Linked DNA regions of Mus musculus: region 1 is linked to region 2. A link is a contact called in public promoter capture Hi-C data. All regions are on one chromosome and are shown on one strand. The core of a region is the stretch at or near the end of the contact, and the rest is flanking DNA. Distances in the headings are between cores, read along the strand shown.

What was found. Promoter capture Hi-C pulls out the DNA fragments that hold promoters and counts their contacts.
Region 1: a contact with region 2 is called in a promoter capture Hi-C map of liver, with 6 times the contacts expected there. The contact joins the promoter of Prss53 here to the enhancer-like site in region 2. A contact is called at or near these places in 4 of 39 promoter capture datasets (hematopoietic stem and progenitor cells, liver and pre-B cells), 1 of 484 Hi-C or Micro-C datasets (B cells), 1 of 115 datasets of contacts at active chromatin or transcription factors (pancreatic cancer cells) and 1 of 9 other capture datasets (adipose tissue).

The regions. Positions count from the first base shown.
Region 1 is chr7:127,887,590-127,893,604 of GRCm38.p6, reverse strand. It overlaps Prss53 (protease, serine 53), which reads left to right and starts at 2,635. Exons shown (of 11, transcript NM_001081268.1): 1 at 2,635-2,746; 2 at 3,848-3,868; 3 at 3,964-4,126; 4 at 4,406-4,671; 5 at 4,805-4,959; 6 at 5,091-5,310; 7 at 5,956-6,015. The coding sequence starts at 2,689. It overlaps Vkorc1 (vitamin K epoxide reductase complex, subunit 1), which reads left to right. Exons shown (of 3, transcript NM_178600.2): 3 at 114-542. The coding sequence ends at 316.
Region 2 is chr7:126,805,636-126,812,375 of GRCm38.p6, reverse strand. No RefSeq gene overlaps it. Among named protein-coding and RNA genes, the nearest start is that of Aldoa, 9.8 kb to the right of the region's middle. Within about 2 kb of position 3,140, at least 312 of the 459 cell types and tissues checked have an H3K27ac peak or open chromatin away from gene starts, as enhancers often do. A contact at or near this core is called in adipose tissue, hematopoietic stem and progenitor cells, liver and 2 more, where this site is marked.

The DNA of each region.
Region 1 (6,015 bases), core at 1,386-3,885, 1.1 Mb before region 2:
GCCCATCAGATCCTGTCTTAAGAGTACTTTCACCAGAAGCACCTGCTGTCTGTCATTGAGGAGGCATGACAGAGTTCTAGATATACCATTACTGACCGTCTCTTGTTTTACAGGTTGCTTGAGGGGACGTTGGGCCTCTATCCTACTGGTGCTGAGTTCCCTGGTGTCCGTCGCTGGTTCCGTGTACCTGGCCTGGATCCTGTTCTTTGTGTTATATGATTTCTGCATTGTGTGCATTACCACCTATGCCATCAATGTGGGTCTGATGTTGCTTAGCTTCCAGAAGGTACCAGAACACAAGACCAAAAAGCACTGAGTTCCCACCTCATGCCAGACTAACCTAACTTGCTTTGCCTTGGCACATGACCCTTGCCCAAGTGTGTGGGTTCCTAGAAGGCCCTACCCACATCATTCAAACCCCCCTCCATAACCACACACAGAGAAATGACCAAACGTGCCTCTAAGTTCTGTTCCCATGGGCTGCATTCTGCTGTTGGTTAAAGAGAAGGATTTTGAACAATAAATTTTTCTATGTTGGTCAAGTCTGTAGCATATGTCTGCCAGAGACCCTTCGGGGTGTCAGTCTTTCCCTGTTACTGCCTTCTCTAGAACTGGGGTGAGTCAGAGAGGATGGAGGGCCTGCCCGGAAGGAGAGGACACATCATCTCCAGCATGTGTAGTCAGCAAAACCTGGCACATCAGCCCCCATGTCTAGGAAACAAGCTTGAGCCTGCTGCCTACGGATCAGACCTCCTGTCGTAGGAGGGCCTGCCACACACCTGGAGGGCAAACTTGCTGGGAAGGAACTTCTTCCTGTGGTAGAGCTTGAACCCTGCAACTGCCTCACCTATCATCATGGCCAATCTTAACCCTGTGCAGGGCCAGGCTAAGATCCTATTTCTGTTTTTCCTAATGTGGACTAAGCACTTGACATCCCAAGCACTGTCAAAGAACCTGTGTTAACTTAGTAGATAATTACTACCATTGTTTCTGTATTCGTGAGGGAGCTAAAATGCTCTGAGAGTATATGTTTAGTACTGGGGAAGGGTTGGGGGAGGGAGATCTCAGATTAGCACACATCCCATAATTCACATTGCAGGGCTTTCCAAGGTAGGAAAGTGTTCTACCACTGAGCTATACGATAGCCCCTATATCATAATCTGTGTCTGCCTGGGCATTGGCTCGTGTCTTCTCTAAGCTCTGCTCACTGTTGCCTCTGTATCAGGGTCAGGTAATGGTGGAACTAGCCTAAACTGGGAGTCGGAAGGTGAAAAAGGATGTGACCTCAGTGTTCTACCCTCCATCCACACATTTGCCAGAAAGAAGAGCAATGCCCTGCCAGCAAGGAGGCAGACCCAGAGAGAGGATAGGATGAGAGCCACCCCTTTAACACACAGTCCTGCATGTTACCTCTGAAGCAAACTGAGGGGAGTGTATGAAACCTGCCTGGCCTTGGCCTGCAGGAGGCAGGGAAGCTGAGGGGAGTCTGAGGAGTCTGCCACTGCTCCACAGATGATGTTCTCATGCAAGAAGTAGCTGGTCTACAAGTCACCCTTGGCTAAACACTAACAGATTGCTTGCCTTCTTTTTGAAATAGTGTCTTGCTTTAGTCTAGGCTGGCCTTGAACTTGTTAGGCAGCTCAACCTAAACTCAAAAATCTGCCTCAGCCTCGAGGTACTGGAATTACATGTATATACCACTGTATTTAGAAAATTATTTACTATGTGTGAACATCTGCCTGCTTATGTATCCGCACCACATATGTCTGGTGCCTGCCGAGGGTGGAAGAGTGTTGGATCTGGAACTGGAATTACAGGTGTTTGTCAAGCTTTTGTGTGGATTTGGAACTCAAACCTGGGTCCTCTGGAAAGAACAGGTAGTGAAGAGTCAGTAAGCAATCTCTCTGGGGCCCTAAGCATGTTTTTAAAAAGTGTGTCTATGTGCGTGTGGCCGTGCGCTGAATATCATGGTGTGTGTAGAGTTCAGCTTGCAAGGATTCTTTGACATGTTAATCTGAGGAATCAAACCCAGGTAGTTGGGCTTGGTGACAAATGTCTTTGCATGGTCCTGGTGACATGGCTCAACAGGTAAAGACACCTGGCCATGTGCTTTCAAACCCTGGGAACCACGTAGAGGGAGAAACTGCTCACAGGTTGCCCCCTCTCTGGAATAAATAATTGAAACAGTCTTCCTTCCGTCCATTTGAAGGGGCTTTACTATTAGCCTATGTGTATGAGTGTTTTGTCTGCATGTGTGTTTATGTACTATATATGACTGGTGCCTTGGGAGGGCCGAAGACAGTGTCAGATCCCCTGGAACTGGAGTTACAGATCATGGTGTGAACTGCCCTATGGGAGCTGGGAATTAAACCAGGTCGTGCAGTTAATTGTTGCTCCATCTCTCCAGAATCTCCCAGGCACCCTTAAGTAATTAAGTTCTCCAGGTAAGGCACAAACAATTTCATTGTTCAAAATCATTGGAGGAACTAGGATTTGAACTGGAGGAGTATGGCTGGTAAAGAGCCAGAGAGGGGTAAGGGCCACACAACCACTGGCCCCAAGCTAAGCGCTGTTGGCTCCCTTCCAGCCCAGGAAAAGTAACACCTGACTGGAGGCGGAGCAGGGGTGGAGCCAGGGAGACCCAGGTGGCCTTTCTGACAGCCGGAGCACTGAGTGGCCTGGAGCAGCATGAGGCAGAGCTGGAGACCAGAGCTGCTTATTGTGGGAGCTGTGGTCGTGATAGAGGGTAAGTCCTTCAAGTATGAGGGACAGGGAGTGGCATTGTGTGTGTGTGTGGTGGTGGGGAGGCTCCTAAGCCTTCATCTGCCCCAGTAGACTGCAATTTGGTATGTAAGAGATCCTGAGGGGGCTACAGTCTCCCTGTGAATGTCCTTGGTGTGTGTCTTTTGGGGAGGGAGGTGTTCTTGGGGGTGAGGTGCTGAGGGGAGGTAACACAGAGCCTATTGTCAAAATGGCTGTGATTTTCCTGGGCCACGTTACAGCACTTTGGAAGAAGCTGTTAATATATTTAATCTTTACAGTAGTTCTTTAACTTGTGCTACTGTTCGATCTTGGTGAAGAAACAGAAGTACAGAAAAGCTAAATAATGTCCTTGAGACTACAGTCTAATGCCAGGGTTAGAAAGGGTCTGAGATCACTGTCTGAACGTGGATGGTGGATGTTGGGGGGGGGGGGTGTCTGTGTGTGCGTCTTGGTCTTGCCCTCTCTCTTATCCTCTACTTCCAGAAGGACCTCAGGCATGTTCTGGCCTCACTCACTGGAGGCTGTCCACACCAGCTCTGCCTCCGATGTACAGTAGACCTATTTGAGTGAGGCTGTGATGGGTTACAGGCATGACAGGGACCCACTGGAAAAGTAGACAGTTTGATTCATTAGGATGGGGTGGAGTGAGACTCACTTGGGGCCTCCCCCACTTAGGACATGACACAGACCTCTAATCTACCTTCTTAGGCTTCCACAGCTGAAGGGACAATTAGGCTAATGTTCTTCACATACACAGGCCACCTCTCTGACTCAGCGGTAAAGGCAGGAGTTAGGGGTTCGGAAGCCTGGAGGAGGGTTGGCCTACTCCCAAGGTAAACCCGAGGCCTTGTTCCTTGGGCCCAGGAGTGCTGAGCACAGCTGAGAGAATTAATGGCTGTGTACTCTGAATGAGCTCCAATAAAAGCTGCTTTTCCGCCTCATATAAATGTCTTCATTCTGGGAGGGGCTGGTGAGGTAGCCAGTCACAGATATGGACCCAGGGCCTGTCCTTCAATCCATCCCTCCACCCAACCTGGGCCAGGCAGTTACGGCACCCCCACAGCCTGTGTTTCTTTCTTCCTAGGTCTTCAAGCAGCTCAGCGTGGTAAGTGATGAGGACCTGGGCCCCGGGCTGCACTCAAGTATGAGTGAGGGGAAATGGTATTGGCTGCAGTTAGCATGATTCCCTCTTCTCTACAGCATGCGGGCAGCGTGGCCCTGGCCCTCCAGAGCCCCAGGAAGGCAACACATTACCTGGTGAATGGCCCTGGCAGGCCAGTGTGAGGCGACAGGGTGTACACATCTGCAGTGGCTCCTTGGTGGCAGACACTTGGGTCCTCACAGCTGCTCACTGCTTTGAAAAGTGAGTCACACTTTTCAGTCTCTCCGTTTGAGGGTGGATTTGTCCCTGTACCTCAAAATGCTTTCCTGCCTCTACAATAATAAGCATCATTCATGGAAAATGTGCCATGGAGCAGAAACACTGCCAGCTTAACCTTAGCAATCTTTCATGGTAGATGCTTTACAAAGGAATAAATGGAGCCTGAGAGGAGGGAACTGTGATGAAACCCATGTGCTCTTCCCCACGGTGCCATGTCTCCGCTGACTCTCAGCTGTCTGGCCCTTACCCTTCTCCTTTCAGGATGGCCACAGCAGAACTGAGCTCCTGGTCCGTGGTCCTGGGTTCTCTCAAGCAGGAGGGGCAGAGCCCGGGGGCTGAGGAGGTGGGAGTTGCTGCCCTGCAGTTGCCCAAGGCCTATAACCACTATAGCCAGGGATCAGATCTGGCCCTGCTCCAGCTCACCCACCCCACCGTTCAGACAACCCTCTGCTTGCCCCAACCCACCTACCACTTCCCCTTTGGAGCTTCTTGCTGGGCCACTGGCTGGGACCAGAACACCAGTGATGGTAAGTACTATCCTAGACAGAAGTCTAGAGAGGCACTTTGCTTGCCCAGGCTCAAACAGAATCAGTTCCTGACTGTGAGAGGCCCCTGCTCCCATTGTTCCAGGGCTAGACTCAACATTCTCTCCTTTGCCAGTTTCCAGAACCCTACGGAATCTGCGCCTCCGTCTCATCAGCCGCCCCACTTGTAACTGTCTCTACAATCGGTTGCACCAGAGGTTGCTGTCCAACCCAGCAAGACCTGGGATGCTCTGTGGGGGTGCACAGCCTGGGGAACAGGGGCCCTGCCAGGTCTGATGAATACCGGGGGGGGGGACGCAGGGAGGTCTAGTCTAGGGCTGAGGGCCCAGTCCTTAGAGGAGGGTATGGGGCTTGTATTGGGGCTCAGGTGGCTCTGCTTTTGGCTCTTTTTCTGGCTCCAGGGAGATTCTGGGGGACCTGTGATGTGCCGTGAGCCTGATGGACACTGGGTCCAGGTTGGAATCATTAGTTTCACATCAAAATGTGCCCAAGAGGACACCCCTGTGCTGTTGACTGACATGGCAGTACACAGTTCATGGCTGCAGGCCCATGTTCACGAGGCAGCTTTCTTGGTGCAGGCCCCAGGAGTTGTGAAGATGAGCGACGAGAACAGCTGTGTAGGTAGGTATGAGAACGGGTATCAGGACTGGGGTGTACGGGGACACCCAAGCCACATCAAGACTTCCTGAACAGTGGGTGGAAGGGCAAGGAAACAAACTTCAGCTCAGACTCAGCCTAGATGTGGCCAAGCGAGAACCAGGAGATTTGCTAAGGCCCCTTTTAGGATAGAAAGAACCCCACTGGGGCCAGGGAGTTTAAAGATCTGGGTGAAATCTGGCTGGCTTCAGGGGAAAGCTGCAAGTTTCCAGAGCGGAGATTCAGGGAGGTGAGAGAGGGCAGGGCCTGCAATGCAAATTGCATGCAAAGTCATTCCTGGGAAGGAAGCTTGGTTCTGATAGCCAGAGTTTTAGGGCTGGTACAGGCTTGGAGAAGTGCAGATGGGAGGGGGGTTGGGCAGAGCCCTTCCCGGTAAGACTAGATGGATACTGTCAGACATCAGGATTAAAAATTGTCTTTGATTCCCAAGTGGTCTACCTGGCTTGGGTTACAGAGCTCTAGGCTAAGCTCTGTTACTTTGGTTACCTTTGGTAAAGAGGCTGAAAGTCAACTCGGAAAAGGATATATAGGAAGATTTGCTAACTTACAGAAGCACTCAGCACTGAGTGACCACTAAATAAACTGGATGATGTCATTTGCCTGTTTCAGCATGTGGCTCCTTGAGGAGTGCAGGACCCCAGGCAGGAGCGCTCTCTCAGTGGCCCTGGG
Region 2 (6,740 bases), core at 1,891-4,390:
CTGGTAATGCTTCCCATGAACAAGGCGACCCTGGGGAGGAGCTGAGTGAGCACTTGCTCTCCGTGCTCAGGCATCCCTGAGAAGGCTGGAGGTGGCAAAAGGAATGGCTGGGACCCTGTCAGTATGATTGAAGGCTGAAGGGGCATACAGGACCCAGGGGCTGTTGTGTGGCACAACTTTTGCTAGGAAAACACATCTCAGAGAAGGAGCCCAGGATAGACCAAAGTACAGATATCACCAAAGCCCACCCCAGGATAGGTGACAGCTCACAAAAGCTGAGAACCTGGATCGCATTGCACAGCCTGCACACAGCTCAGTCAGTTGGAAAGCGTTCTTTCTAAATGACTCAGTTGGTCTAAACCTATTGGTCTCAGGAGTCTTCTTTACAGCTTGTCTGCTCTGAGAGAGATCCTCAGCTCTTACTCCTTACTCTGGGAGGGAGGGACCCAGTGAGTCTGGTCAGATTCAGGGACTTCCTGAAGCTGTTGTAAGTTGCTTATCTTCCTGTTTAAAGAGCTTCCTTGCAGGGTGGACAGCTTTGGACCCTTCAGGCACAGACCCTGACAATCTCTCTAGCTTTCTTTTCAGTAACAGAAAGCCCATGGGGCCTGGTGGTGGCAACCTATGCCTTTAGTCTCATCACTTGAGAGTCTCATCACTCGGGCATGCAGATCTCAAGGCCAGCCTGGTATACAGAGTGAGTTCCAAGACAGTTAGAGCAGCATAATGAGACCCTGTCCTGAAAAAAAAAAAAAGATAAAACAACAACAAACAAACAAAAAAGAAGCTCTGGGGACCCAGCCATGGTAAGTGTATCCTGGGAGAGGAGGAGGCGAGTGGTGGTGACACTGTGTCCCAGGCCTCCTCTGCACTTGTGTTTCTGTGTGTGCATGTACATGCATGCACAAGCACACGTGGACAGCCAGAAAGGTTAGGAAAGCTGAGGATATTGGAAGACACCAAGGGAACAGAATGTCTTCATCGGCCAGCAGAGTCGGATTTGGATTTGAGTGGTTCATCAAATCAGTGAGCATTGTCTTCTAGGTGGTGTCAAAGGCTTGGGCTGTGGAAAGAAATCAGAAACAGCCCAGCACTAGCAGTCTGACCGAGGAGGGGCCAGGCAGACACAGAGAAGTCCATACCCTGTGATGAGGCCGGGGAGCGCAGAACCCAACTCAGCACCGATGGTCTGGAGTATGCAACCAGTCTGAAAGGGCGGAGCCGAGCACAGGCTGGAGGGACGAGAACCCTAACCCTAACCCTGTTTATATTCGCATATATGTCCTGGCCTTCCATAGGATGGTAGCAGGAGGGAAAGAAATTCGCTTTACTCTTTTTTTTTTTTTTAAAGATTTATTTATTTATTATATGTAAGTACACTGTAGCTGTCTTCAGACACTCCAGAAGAGGGCGTCAGATCTTGTTACAGATGGTTGTGAGCCACCATGTGGTTGCTGGGATTTGAACTCCAGACCTTCGGAAGAGCAGTCGGGTGCTCTTACCCACTGAGCCATCTCACCAGCCCTCGATTTACTCTTGGAGCTCTGGAGTGAAACCACAGGATGGTCAGGGTGGATGGTGCCAAGTCTGGAAAGCAGTTTTCTCCTGCAGTCGGTGGTGTGATCGGGTGTGAACAGGACCCGGCTGTTCATGCCTGCCATCCGGCACTCAGGGTGAGGCCCAGACCAAGCTACACTATAGCGTGACTTTCAGGACAGCCTGAGTTACAGAATGAGATCTTGTCTCAGCAAGCAAAATACAAACAAAAAAGAAGGAAAAAAAATTGTTGGGTTCAGAACGGAAGCTGAGAAAACTCACTTTAGAGAACGGAAGCTTAAAAATGGAAGTTTTATTTTCTTAGCGCTGAGGGAGGTGGGCAGCTCCGGATCTGATCCGAATTCCTGAAGGGAGACTGTCCAATATTTCTACAATATTTTTATAGGATGGGAACAAAAAGTGACGGGTAACAGGGTAGACTCTTGCATTGACCAATTATATTTTGACATAAAGGGTTAAAAAAGGAGGTCACTTTTGGTGACTGGGCCTTTCCCGGGTCATCTGGTTTCAGATCCTCGCGTCAGCTTTTGCAGCCTGGTCTCCTCCTGGACTCTGGTCTGGAATCTTGAAATGATAAGGGAACAAAGGAGTGGGCAAGTTGAACTAGTCAGTTAAGACTAGTAACACATGTCTTACTTGTGTGCCTTATGGCTTGTGTGCCTTAGTTTAGATAATGGAGATAACAGTATCTTCCTTCTCTGCATCCTTCACTGCTTAACAGACAAACACAAAACATCTGAGGAAGCAGGGTAGGAGTTGAGTTCTGGGGCCTGGGAACATGAGTTAAGTTCTGATTCTGCCATCCAGGTGGAACTCAGTCCTGAGATGGCTGAGCTCAGGAAACTACTCCCTAACAGAAATCACTTTGAAAATAATGCAAGGGCTGGAGAGATGATGACTCAGCGGTTAAGAGCACTGACTGCTCTTCAGAAGATCCTGAGTTCAATTCCCAGCAACCACATGGTGGCTCACAACCATCTGTAATAGGTTCTGATGCCCTTTTCTGGTATGTCTAAAAACAACTACAGTGTACTCATATAAATATAATAAATAAATCTTTTTTTTTAAAGAAAACTGCAAAAAGCGGGGGTTGAGGGGAGCAGAGAGTAATGCTGTTGAAGTGAGACGGGTTGAAAAATATTGATTCTTTCCATACAATTAACGAGGGAAGAAACGGTAGGCTTTGGGTAAGAGGAACGTGGTGCATAGTGTGTCCCCTCACTTGCAAGCCATTTAGAGCATCTGTCCTTTTCGAGGGAGCAGGGGAGTTGTCCTCCTTGTCTCCAGTTAATTCTTCTCTGGTTCCTCTCTGGAAAGTAAAGTTTAAAAACACAGTATGTCTGAGGCAGGCAGTTCTTCCTTTGCAGAAGAGGGAGTGGACCCAGCCTGTCTCCTACGACCTTCAGCATTCGACCAGCATCTCTCCAGGGCCAGCGGTGGCGAGAAGCGTGCTATTTCTGTCTAGTTACGGAGGGAAAGCTGGGAGCTGGCGATTACCTAGGGTCGAAGAAGGCAGGGCCAGTCCAATGAGGCGGGAATACAGTGTTTGGATCTCTGCGGCTGCCGTAGTCGCAGTACTGCGGTCCCCATGGCAACTGCAAGAAGCAGCGCCAACCTTCTGGGCGGTGCTGGCGCCTTGGCGGTTCGGACCTTAGGCGGCGCGGGATCTGTAAACTGCCCGCCGTCGATGGTTGTATGTGCTGTGGCCGCGTGGTCCGAGGGAGCAGGAACCTGGGGGCCGTGGAGGGAGGGCGTGGCCCGGCCGGAGGGGAAGGCGCTGGCTCTCCTGATCCTCGCCTGTCCAGTCTCCATCCGTGGGCCTCAGGTTTCCCACGCAGAACGAGAGAAAGAGATTGGGTACCCCGGATTAAGGGTACTCGATCTTTGAGCCCAGAATCTTCTCTCTTCTGCAGCTCCTGGACAGACTGGCGTTGCCCAGCCCCATGGACGTGAGTCCAGTGCTCTGTGCTCATCCGCCTCTGAGCTCGGACCAGGGGGGGGGCTTTCTATCCAATAAAAAGTCTTCTGGCTTAGGACAAGAGCTGGGAGACAGTGCCCAGGATGGACTTCCCCCCTGAGGTGGCACGTTTCTGGGATTCCTAGCAAGACAGTTTTTACTAGCACTCAGACAGCAGTACAGAGGCCCAGGAGCCAGAGCGAGGAGGGAACCTCTGGGAACTGCTTAGATTTCATCGTGATTGCGGGATAAGGGGTGGGGGTAGAGGCGTAGCCAGGGGCTGGGGTGGGGAAGCTTTGCCCCTGAAATAAACGTTGTTCTGAGTGGAGATGCCCGGGCAGCTGGTGCAGAAAGAAGCAAATTGGAAGAGGGGCCAAGGCTGAGAGCTGAAGGATTGGAAGGTTGTTATGCTGGAGTCAGATTCAAAACTCTGTGTAGAGAAGTATTCCCCAAAGAGCAGTGTTTCCCAGATGACTCTAAAGTGATGGCAGGTCCAGGATCGTGAGTGAGGATGTCAGGGGGACAGGCTGGGGAGTCAGGGTGTTGCTCTATTGCCTTCTCATCTAGTTCTGCATCCCTCCTGGCATCTCATCTCCTGCTCACGGCTTCCTCTGTGCTTCTCCAGGCCTCCCCTGGCCCGTGGAATCCAGCCCCGGCTTCCATCGGCCCTTCCTTGCAACTTCCCACCCCTGCTATCGTCTTCATCGCGGTGGGCATCTATTTGTTGCTGCTGGGCCTAGTGCTGCTGACTAGGCACTGTCTGCTGGTGAGGCGCCTGGTGTGGAAGAGAGGGTAGGCCTTGGGGAAGAGGAACCTGGTGATTAGTGGGGCCCCTCACCTGCAGGTCTTTATCTTGGGACACCTTTGTCATTTAGTCAGAGCAGCTGTCCTTTCCGTGGGAGCAGGGGAGTCTTCCTCTTGGACTCCGGTTAACCATTGTCTTGCCCGTCTCCAGAAATTAAAGTGGAGAGTTGTCCCCTCCCCGATGTCTGGCCCAGATCCTGAGTCTTGTCATCTCCTAGGCCCAGGGCTGCTGCACAGACTGCAGCTCCCCTTGCAGGAAACAAGGTGCCTCCGAGACCCAAGACTGTTGCTGGAGCTGTGCAGAAGCCTGTGACTTCCCTCTGCCCAGTCCCACCCACTGCCTGGATGCCTGCTGTCCTCATCTCAGTGAAGCTGTGAGTTCCATTCTTACCCCAGATTGCTCCCTCCGACCTCCGTCTGATCTGGGCCTTCATTTTCTTCAGTCAGCACATTCATTACTGAGCAGTAACCCTAGGCCAGGCACTGTCCCAGGTACTGAGTCATAGGCAGACAACTAAAAGCAACATAGTATCAGATTGTTTCTGGTGATGAAAGGTACTTGAAAGATAAGTGAATATAGGGTGAAATAAGTGAATAGGCGGGAGAAAGATGATTTGTGTGACAAGCCCATAAGCCCAGTACATAATCAGGGCCTGCTTCCTTTCTCTCTCTCTCTCTCTCTCTCTCTCTCTCTCTCTCTCTCTCTCTCTGTCTTTGAGACAAGAGTTCCTTCATTACGTAGCTCTGGTTGTCTGGGAACTAACTTGCTGTGCACACTAGGCTGTCTTTGAACTCACAAAGCTCCTCTGTTTCTGGAGTACTGGTACTAAAAGTGCACGCCACCATGCCCAGCCCAGAGTCAGGACTTCACCACACCCAGCCCAGTCGGTAGTCTGGACTTCTGTACAAGGTAGTTAAGACTGGGTGTAACATGGCCAAATGTGGGCCGGACCTGGCTCTGATCCCAAGAAAACACCCTCTGTCCATAGGCAAGTGTTCTGTTCCAGAGAACAGCTCCATTGCGCTCGCCAACAGAGCTGAGGATTTGTTTAAATCTAACATTACTTAACTTTTAAAGTTTTGTTTTGCAACAGGGCTTTGTATACTAGGCTGGCCTTAAATTCCTCATCTTGCTTCTGTCTCCCAAGTGCTGAGATTGTAGGTGTCCGCCAAAACATACCTGGCGTAATTTTAATTTTTTTTTTCACTTTTTAAAAAAGTTTTTCTTTTCTGTTTTGTTTCTTTTATTATTTTATTATCCTGTTTGGCTAGTTTAAACCTGTAAGAGGAAAGCAAGGTGGTGGTGGTAGTGGTGGTGGTGGTGGTGGTGGTGGCGGCGGCAGCACACGCCTTTGATCCTAGCACTTGGGAGCAGAGGCAGGCAGATCTCAGAGATTTGGGCCAGCCTGGTCTACAAAATACTTCCAGGACAAATGGGACTACCCAGAGAAACTCAGTCTTGAGAAAACAAACAAATAAATAAAATGAGTTTGTGAGAGGAATCTGTGTCCAATGGCCTTGCCAGAACGTGGCCTTGGACTTTGCTGTGGCCCTGCCACCATTCCCATGGGGCTGAGTTACCTTTTTCCAGATCGCTTTGGCTTTGTTCAGTCTGCTCCTAGGAGTCAACTGTGCTGTTTTTGCTTTGAACACATAAACACATCTCTTGCCCAAGTAGAATTAAATTTCATCTCAGCCATAACCACCTTCAGTATTAAGAAGAGCCATGTGTTCTCTTTGGTTCTGGCAACCTCGGTTCTAGCCAGAAAAATGGCCTTGGACCACAGCCTTTCTGACACATTTGCTCTTTAGAGGTCCTATTCCCAGCAAGCATCCACAGGTTCCAAGATGGCAGAAAATGTAGTTTCTTTTCTTTTTTTCCTTTTTTCTTCTTCTTCTTCTTCTTCTTCTTCTTCTTCTTCTTTTTTTTTTTTCCAAGATAGGGTTTCTCTGTATAGCCCTGGCTGTCTTGGAACTCACTTTGTAGACCAGGCTGGCCTCGAACTCAGAAATCCGCCTGCCTCTGCCTCCCAAGTGCTGGGATCAAAGGCGTGCGCTACCACCGCCTGGCTTTTTTTTTAAATTAAGTTATACTAATTATTAAGCAAGCTGGATTTTTGCTGGTTTGGTTGTTTTTTTCTTTGGTTTTGCTTTGCTTTTTTTGAGACAGGGTCTCACTATGTATACCTGGCTGGCCTAGAATTTTCTGTGCAAATTAGGCTGGCCTCAAACTCACAAAGATTCTCCTGCCTCTGCCTCTTTGGTGCTGGGATTGCAGGTGGGTTTTGCAACAGAAACCTACATTTTTATTACAAAAAGTATTGTTTCCAAAATATTCATTTAGCAGGGCAAAGCAGCAGAGCTCCTGGCTATTGTCAGATGATGCCAGGAGAGGGAGGGGGAGCAGAGAGAGGCGAGGAAG